Linked DNA regions of Ovis aries: region 2 is linked to region 1. A link is a contact called in public Hi-C data. All regions are on one chromosome and are shown on one strand. Each heading gives the region's core, a stretch centred on a gene start, on an enhancer-like site or on the middle of the called end of the contact. The rest is flanking DNA. Distances are from core to core; before and after follow the strand shown. Region 1 overlaps TBC1D16 (TBC1 domain family member 16). Region 2 holds the start of CBX8 (chromobox 8).

Region 1 (3,248 bases), core at 391-2,890:
GGTATAAACACTGGCCCTGGCCAATCTCACCACAGGTTACTGGCAGAGATTCCTGGGGGCAGGCAGGGGGACCCTCATGGCTGGCATGCCCAGTTAGTCCCTCCCTGAGGCCCCCTCCTGGATTCCCAGTGTCAATTCCCATCCTCTGGGATGGGGGGTATGGGCCAGGGACTCAGGGTCCTGTTTAGGTACCCTCCCTTCAGTGCCAGGCACTCAGAAGGGTGTGTTCATTTTCCCAGTTCCCAGAAGACAACAGGGAGAGTCTAGCTTTCTAAGTTCTGGAAAAGGCTGGGGCAGCAGTATCTCCTGATCTGACAAGCCTCCCAGAGCTTCCTCCAATTTTCCCCGCCCACCGGAGTCTCTGAAGAACCTGCTTTCAGGGCCTAAAACTGGATTTGATTTTCAACCGCCTTAGATCTGGGTTGAACAAGCTGTGTTGAGAGCAGGCGTAGGTCCCTGTTACAGGGAAGTGTGTGTGGTGATCAGTCTCAGGCCCTGTTCACCAGGAGGAGACCCCTGGCCTTGGTGCCACGGCTAGCTTTGCCGGCCCTTCCTTCCAAACCAGACAGAGGTGCACGGTTGCTGCACCAGAGCTGGTGCAGAGGTGCCCGCAGCCAGCAGTCCCGGGCCACAGCAGCGTGACTGGAGTTCCAGACCAATGTTGGGGTGAGGAACAATCGACACAGCCTTATGGCTAATCTGAAAAAGTTGGTTCTTAAAAGTCATGGAAGATGTGTGTAAATAACTCTTTGAGTCCCTGCTTTCAATTCCTTGGGGTACCACTCCTTTATATCTAACACATCTGTATTAACTAAATATTGTTTATATAAAAACCATTAACTTTTTTTTTTAAAGAGAGAGTATCCAACAAAGTAAATCCCAAACAAGGCCACCCTTGAGACTCAGCTGGGCTGTGGCAGGGGTCAGCATGTCCACAGGGGCAGTGAGAAGGACAGAAAGCAGTCTGCATCCCGGGATGACCGCTGCCTGGCATCCCAGGTCTAATGTTGGCCGTGTGTCTCTGATCTGGGGCCAGAGGCCAAGTCTGTCTAACCATCTGGTCTCTGGGGGGGCAGTGGATGGCACAAGGCTGAGGGTGGTGTGGGGCACCATGCTGGCAACTCTCCACCTATCAGACCCCCAAGAGAGGAAGTGGAAAGTCGGCAGGGAGATGGAGGCTGGCTGAAAATAGGGATGGGACCCAGGAAAGGCATGTCTGGCGGCCCCACAGTCAAGGGAGTCTGGCTTGGGCCTGAGCTTGTGTCCCCCTCCTCAGCAGCACATATCCAGGCAGCCCCTCGGGAACAGGCAGTGAGATGGGAGGGGGAACAGGTGAGCAACAAAGGGCAGATGGAACTTCCTCTCTGGGTGGGAGGCGAGGCAGGCTCAGCGGGCAGGGCACACCCCTGGCTGATCTGGGGGAAGCCTGCCATCTGCTGGGCACACACAGAGCCCTCCACAGCTGAAGTGCCACCTCCAGGAAAATGGAGTTTCAAGGGAGGGTGTATGCCAGCCTCGTGTTCCATAGGGAAGAAGCAGGGCCATGATGCCCATCAGATTTGATGCTGGGGCCGGGGGAAACTGGCCACCGCTCCCAGAGAGCTGGGCCCCGGTGGACTTCGGCACCCCACATCCACGCCCGCCACAGGAGCAGGCTCCTCTGCACGTCAGCCCCGTGGACGCGACAAAGACGGCTCTCTACAGCCCCTCGTGCTCTGCGGGGACACACAATGAGTCCTTTCACCCCAGGTGGGTCTGGTGGAGCGTGGCCACCTCCCTAGGGGGTGCCTGGCCGGGCGGCTGGCCCTACTACTTCACTGCTCGCGGTTTGGAAGCTCAAGGCACTGTCACTTTCAATTACCATCAGGGAAACTTCGGAGACTTGACATCCGTGTTGGTCACATTGGTCTTACCCCGGACATGAAAGCCTATGAGCCCGTGCCTGGTCAGGCTCTCCCAGAAAGGAGAACCGTGACCCAGTTTAAGTTTTGGCCGTTGTGCCCATGAGCACGCGGAGCGCAGGGGAGCGTGCAGAGAGCCCGCTGTCACTCGACACCCTTCCCAGCAGCCCGGCAGCCCGCCAGGCTCGGAGAGAGACTGTAGCTACCAAAAATAATCCTCCCAGTGTTTAAATATTTACAGAAGCAAGACAGATCCTGATGTCTTACCATCTACAGGGTCCGGCCCTAACTGCCAGCCCTGGGGCTCCAGGGAGAGACCACATCTATGCCCCTTTGCTGGGTCCCAGGTCTCCTTCCCTCCCTCTCCTTTCCAGACGTGTGCGGGTCTCCCTTTCTGTGACCCATGAGACAGCCACCCTCCCTCCTTTCAGAACATTTCCACTTCTGGCTTCTTAGCCCCTTGCTACCCCGACCCTGGCAAGCACCTTTGTTGTCCCCAAAGCCTCTCAGGAAAGCCCCTTCCCAACTTTAGAGGATTTGCGCCCCATCTTGGAAACCATCAAATAAAATGTAACAGAAGAAGCATGTGGCCATCTAAACCTGAAGGCTCGTCTCGACATCTCCTCCTGGGGACCTCCAGGGCACTTAGGAGCCACTCGCCTGTGATGGTCTGGTGGGCAAGGGCGGTCACTGTTTGGGGTAAAAGGTGAGGCAATGAGGATGGAGACATGTGAGGGCACAGAGCTGGGCAGAGCTGGGAGGGGGCCCAGGGCTCAGCTCCAGGGTGGCCACACTTAGGGACCATCTGTGTCACTGCCTGCCGCCCAGGAAGGTCAGGAATTTACTCGAGGCCACCTGCTGGCACCAGGGTTCAGGCTGCTTCCACTCGCCCATGACTTTCAAAGGGCAAGCGTTTCTGCGATGACCAGTGTGGCTTGGCTTCGGCTGTTAGATTGTCAGGGAAACTACACTCTCAGGTTCCCAAAACAGATTTCCGAAGCAAGGAAGCACATTCTGGATATGGTGGAGGGGCCACCAGGAGCCCTTTCTCCCCAGCATACCACAGGCATTTAGGGAACACTGGTTGAATTGAACAGAAAATCCAAGTAAAAATGCTTTGTTTACTTTGCTGGGAATGAACATTAAGGCAAACAGCAGAGGATACAGGAACGTTCCCATCAAATGACAAAGGTCATTGGTCACCTCCCTCTTGCTTTGGGGGAGGATTTCATCAGGTATTGGGTTACATTGCAACAGCCAAGTTGAGGGGGTTCCCCAAAGACAGAGGATGGCTCACCCGGGAGACACTGCCATGTCATTATTTTGTGACCTTATGCTCAAAGCTCT
Region 2 (3,360 bases), core at 60-2,559, 160 kb before region 1:
GTGAAGCATAGGAGTAGCAGTTTGTCTGGAAACAAAGGGGTAGAAGATTTGTCTAGAAGCAGTCATTATGTCTATTTGAGATGGTTGAGGGGGTTGGATAAAGGAATTCTAGTTTGGCTAAGCCCCTCCCCTCAGATACCCTTAGCGGTGAAGTGACTTGGTGACAGCCTGTCTAGGGACTCCCTCCTAGATTACAAACAGCACACCCCATTGGTTCATAACCCCTCATGGCCTGCTTCCCACAAACTGACACAAGAACACTACTGCCCATCACTGGACACTATCACCCTACCTTGAGCAGGAAAGTTTTGGGTTTGGGTCCTCGTTTTTTGGGGCCATACAGCTCCATCTCTCGCTCCCTGCAGAAAGGAAGGAGGGGGAGAAAGGGGTGCGTGAGTGAAGAAACCAAGTGTGCCTCCAGTTGAGGCTAGACAGGAGCCACCCTTCGTGTTTCTAAGTGAGAAGCTGAAGCCTGGAATGGCCTGTACCTTTCCTCAAAGGCTGCGAGCAGGCGAGCATCCAGGATGTTTTCTTCAGGTTCCCATGTGCTGTACCTAAAGGAAATCAGGAAGAAGTGGGCGTCAGTCCAGGGAGCAGAGAAAGAACCGCGGGTGTGCATGTGTATGTCTGTAACTTTTCTTGTTGCATTGTATTGTATTCCAATGTAAAGGGAAAAAGAGGAAGAAAGAAAGCTCCGGAATAACTGTCTGGGGTTGAGAATTGCACAGAACCTACTTACTTCTGCGACCAGCCCTTCCATTTCACGAGGTATTCCATGCGTCCCTGAAGATGCAAAAAGGAAATTGTGTGTGCAAGAGGAAAAATGCATGACGGGGACACGAGAAATACATGCACAAAATGCATGGACCGAATGAATGCGCTAAATCCCACCGCGAAAAGGCACGCGCCCGCTGCATCACCCCCTGCACGAAACGCTGCACATAGTGCATGCACCGGCATTCATTCCCCCCACCCCGCCCCCCACCCATGCAATCTGTGCATCGCTGCAAGTCTAAGGAAAGCGCTTGGGCTCAGAGCCGCCGCCACGGCCGCGGCCGCTGCTGGGACCTGGGGGAAGGGAAGCTGGGTTGCAGCAGGGGGAGGGAACCCGGGCCGGGAGGGGAGGGCTCGGCCCAAGGCCCGGGGGCACCTACTTTCCGGATGCGCCGCTTCAGGAGGGCTTCGGCCGCGAACACCCGCTCCCCCACCGCTGAAAGCTCCATGTTGACTCGGCGCTTCCCCCCTTGGCCGCTTCCAGGAGCAGAAAAGCAGCAGCCAGCGCACGACAGACCATAATACTCTCCCGCTGACGTCAGTTCTCCTCCCCCTCCCGCGCGCTCGCTCCCTCCCCGCCCCCTCCCTCGCGCAGCTCCCTCCTCCCCGCTCGCCCCGCGCTTCCTCCCGCCCCACGTGTTGCTAACGACGTTGCTAAAGCCAAGCGGCCAGAGCCAGCTCTCCCGCGCTCTGATTGGGCGAACTCCGGGCCACGCCCCTCTCGCTTTCTCCCCCGCGTTGCTACGTGACCCGCGTTCCAATCGCCAGGGGGCGGAGTCCGAGGCGACTCCGGAGACTAAGCGCGAGGGGGGGGTGGGGCCGCCGCCGGAAGTGGCGTAGCGTGGAGGCGGGCTCGGCCGCTGTCAGTCTGTCGGGCTGGCAGGGGGGCCGTCCACCCTCGGTCCCCACCGGGGCCCCCTCCCCCGCCGCCAAGATGTCCCCCCGGTGCTCAGCGTCCCCCACAGCTCTCGCTGGGACCCTGGCGGCGGTGTCAGCCAGGCCCCGCCCCCTTGGCGACCCCCAGCCCGCCCCACCCCCACCGCCAGGACTCGCGTCGTTCCCTCCCCCCGCCGCCGTCCGCGCCGCACAATGCACAATGCACAGGTGCTGGGGCGCCGCGGGCCGCGCCCGAACCCCCTAGTGCCGGCGACGCGCCCCTCGTCAGCGTTCCCACCCGGCCCCCTCCCCCCGGGTTGCACACCCGACCCTCGGTCTCCATGGCAACAGCCTCCCCCCGCTGCCGCCAGCCCCATCCCGCTAACAAATCAATGTGCCTGTGTCTCCTTCTCCGGTCGCGCAACCCTGCCCTCGGCCACCCTCCGGGCCCTGCGAGGCGCGCTGGGCTCGAGCGCTCGCCCCCAGCTTGAAGGCCGAATGCAGACCCAGTGGGGGCCCGCCGTTGCCGCCCGAGTCTTCGCGCACCCCAGGATCCCGTGGGGGAGTTCGCGCGCCTTCTTCCTGCCCCCTCCCCGACCCGTCCCGGACACCCGCAGCCACCTGCCCCTGCCGCCAGCCCGCGTTGCTGTTCCACGCCAGGCCCTTGCCCCAAGTGTCGCTAGCCCCAATCCAGCCGCTCCTTGCCCCAGGCCGGGGTGTGTTGGGGAGGGCATGGACGACCACCAAGGCAGAGTCTGGAGCTTGGCTGGGGTTGGGGAGCGCGACTGGGGAAGCTCCCTGCTTTACCCGTACCCGGGCAACCCGCTGGGCCTGTGCCCCACTCTTCCTGTTGGCAGCTCATCCCAATGCGCGTGACAGACACTGCGAGAAAACCCGGGGAGCCTCACAGTGTCCACTGAAGGTTGACGAAGAGGGGCGAAGGTGGCGGGGTCCAGGAAAGGGGGCGAGGACCGGGTCCCGCGTGCCTTGCGTTTGCACACACGCAAACTGCATGCTCCTGCTCAGCTCGCGGTGACCCGTGGCTGGGACGGCAGCGACAGAGACAGAAGCCCAGTCTGGGCCCAGCAATCCCCGACCCTTTTCGCTTACCGCCCAAGCTGCAAGTAACAGCACCCACTCCTCGGAACCCAAGATTTAGTTAAAACATCGGTGATAAACTTGACTGGAAGCAGTTTCCCTTGGCGAGGGATGTGGTGGAAGAAAGAGAGAAAAAAAAGAACAAGAGAGAGGAGGAAAGGCGAGCCAAGGAGTCTGACTGGAAAGGGCAGGAAGCCCAGAGCGGAAAACCGGCCTCCTGTCCAAAGTTAGGTGCGCGACGGGTGCGGCGCGGTCCTGGGTGCGCGGGACCGGAGAGATTCCCGCCCCAACTCCTACCCTCCCACTCCCGCACTCCCAGCCCCCACCCTTGGAAACGGGGCGGGGGTCCAGATTTTGGCCTTGCTCAAACTTTACAAGGTGAGCTCTGGGTGAACAATCTCATCTCTCTGGCCGTTCGGTCTTAACGAACAGCGAGTTGGCGATGCCTAGATAGCCCTGGCGACCCGCGCGAGCTGCCCGCGAGAGGCCGCCGACGGCCGGGTCCTTAATCATAAAAAGTCATTCCCGGTAACAAATAGTTTCGTTGGCCGGTGCCAGCGATACAGCTGTTTCTGTTTAAGCTTAAATACTTTCCAACAGTTTGGGCAGTAA

What was found. Hi-C and Micro-C count contacts between places; a contact is called where the count stands out from the background.
Region 2: a contact with region 1 is called in a Hi-C map of muscle, with 5 times the contacts expected there. The contact joins the promoter of CBX8 here to the enhancer-like site in region 1. A contact is called at or near these places in 10 of 16 Hi-C or Micro-C datasets (blood, hypothalamus, liver and 5 more).

Annotation. Positions count from the first base shown.
Region 1 is chr11:51,927,918-51,931,165 of ARS-UI_Ramb_v3.0, reverse strand. All of the region lies in intron 3 of TBC1D16 (TBC1 domain family member 16), which reads right to left. Among named protein-coding and RNA genes, the nearest start is that of TBC1D16, 38 kb to the right of the region's middle. Within about 2 kb of position 1,640, at least 8 of the 54 cell types and tissues checked have an H3K27ac peak or open chromatin away from gene starts, as enhancers often do. A contact at or near this core is called in muscle, where this site is marked.
Region 2 is chr11:52,089,414-52,092,773 of ARS-UI_Ramb_v3.0, reverse strand. It overlaps CBX8 (chromobox 8), which reads right to left and starts at 1,309. Exons shown (of 5, transcript XM_027974233.3): 1 at 1,155-1,309; 2 at 740-783; 3 at 489-554; 4 at 293-359. The coding sequence starts at 1,223.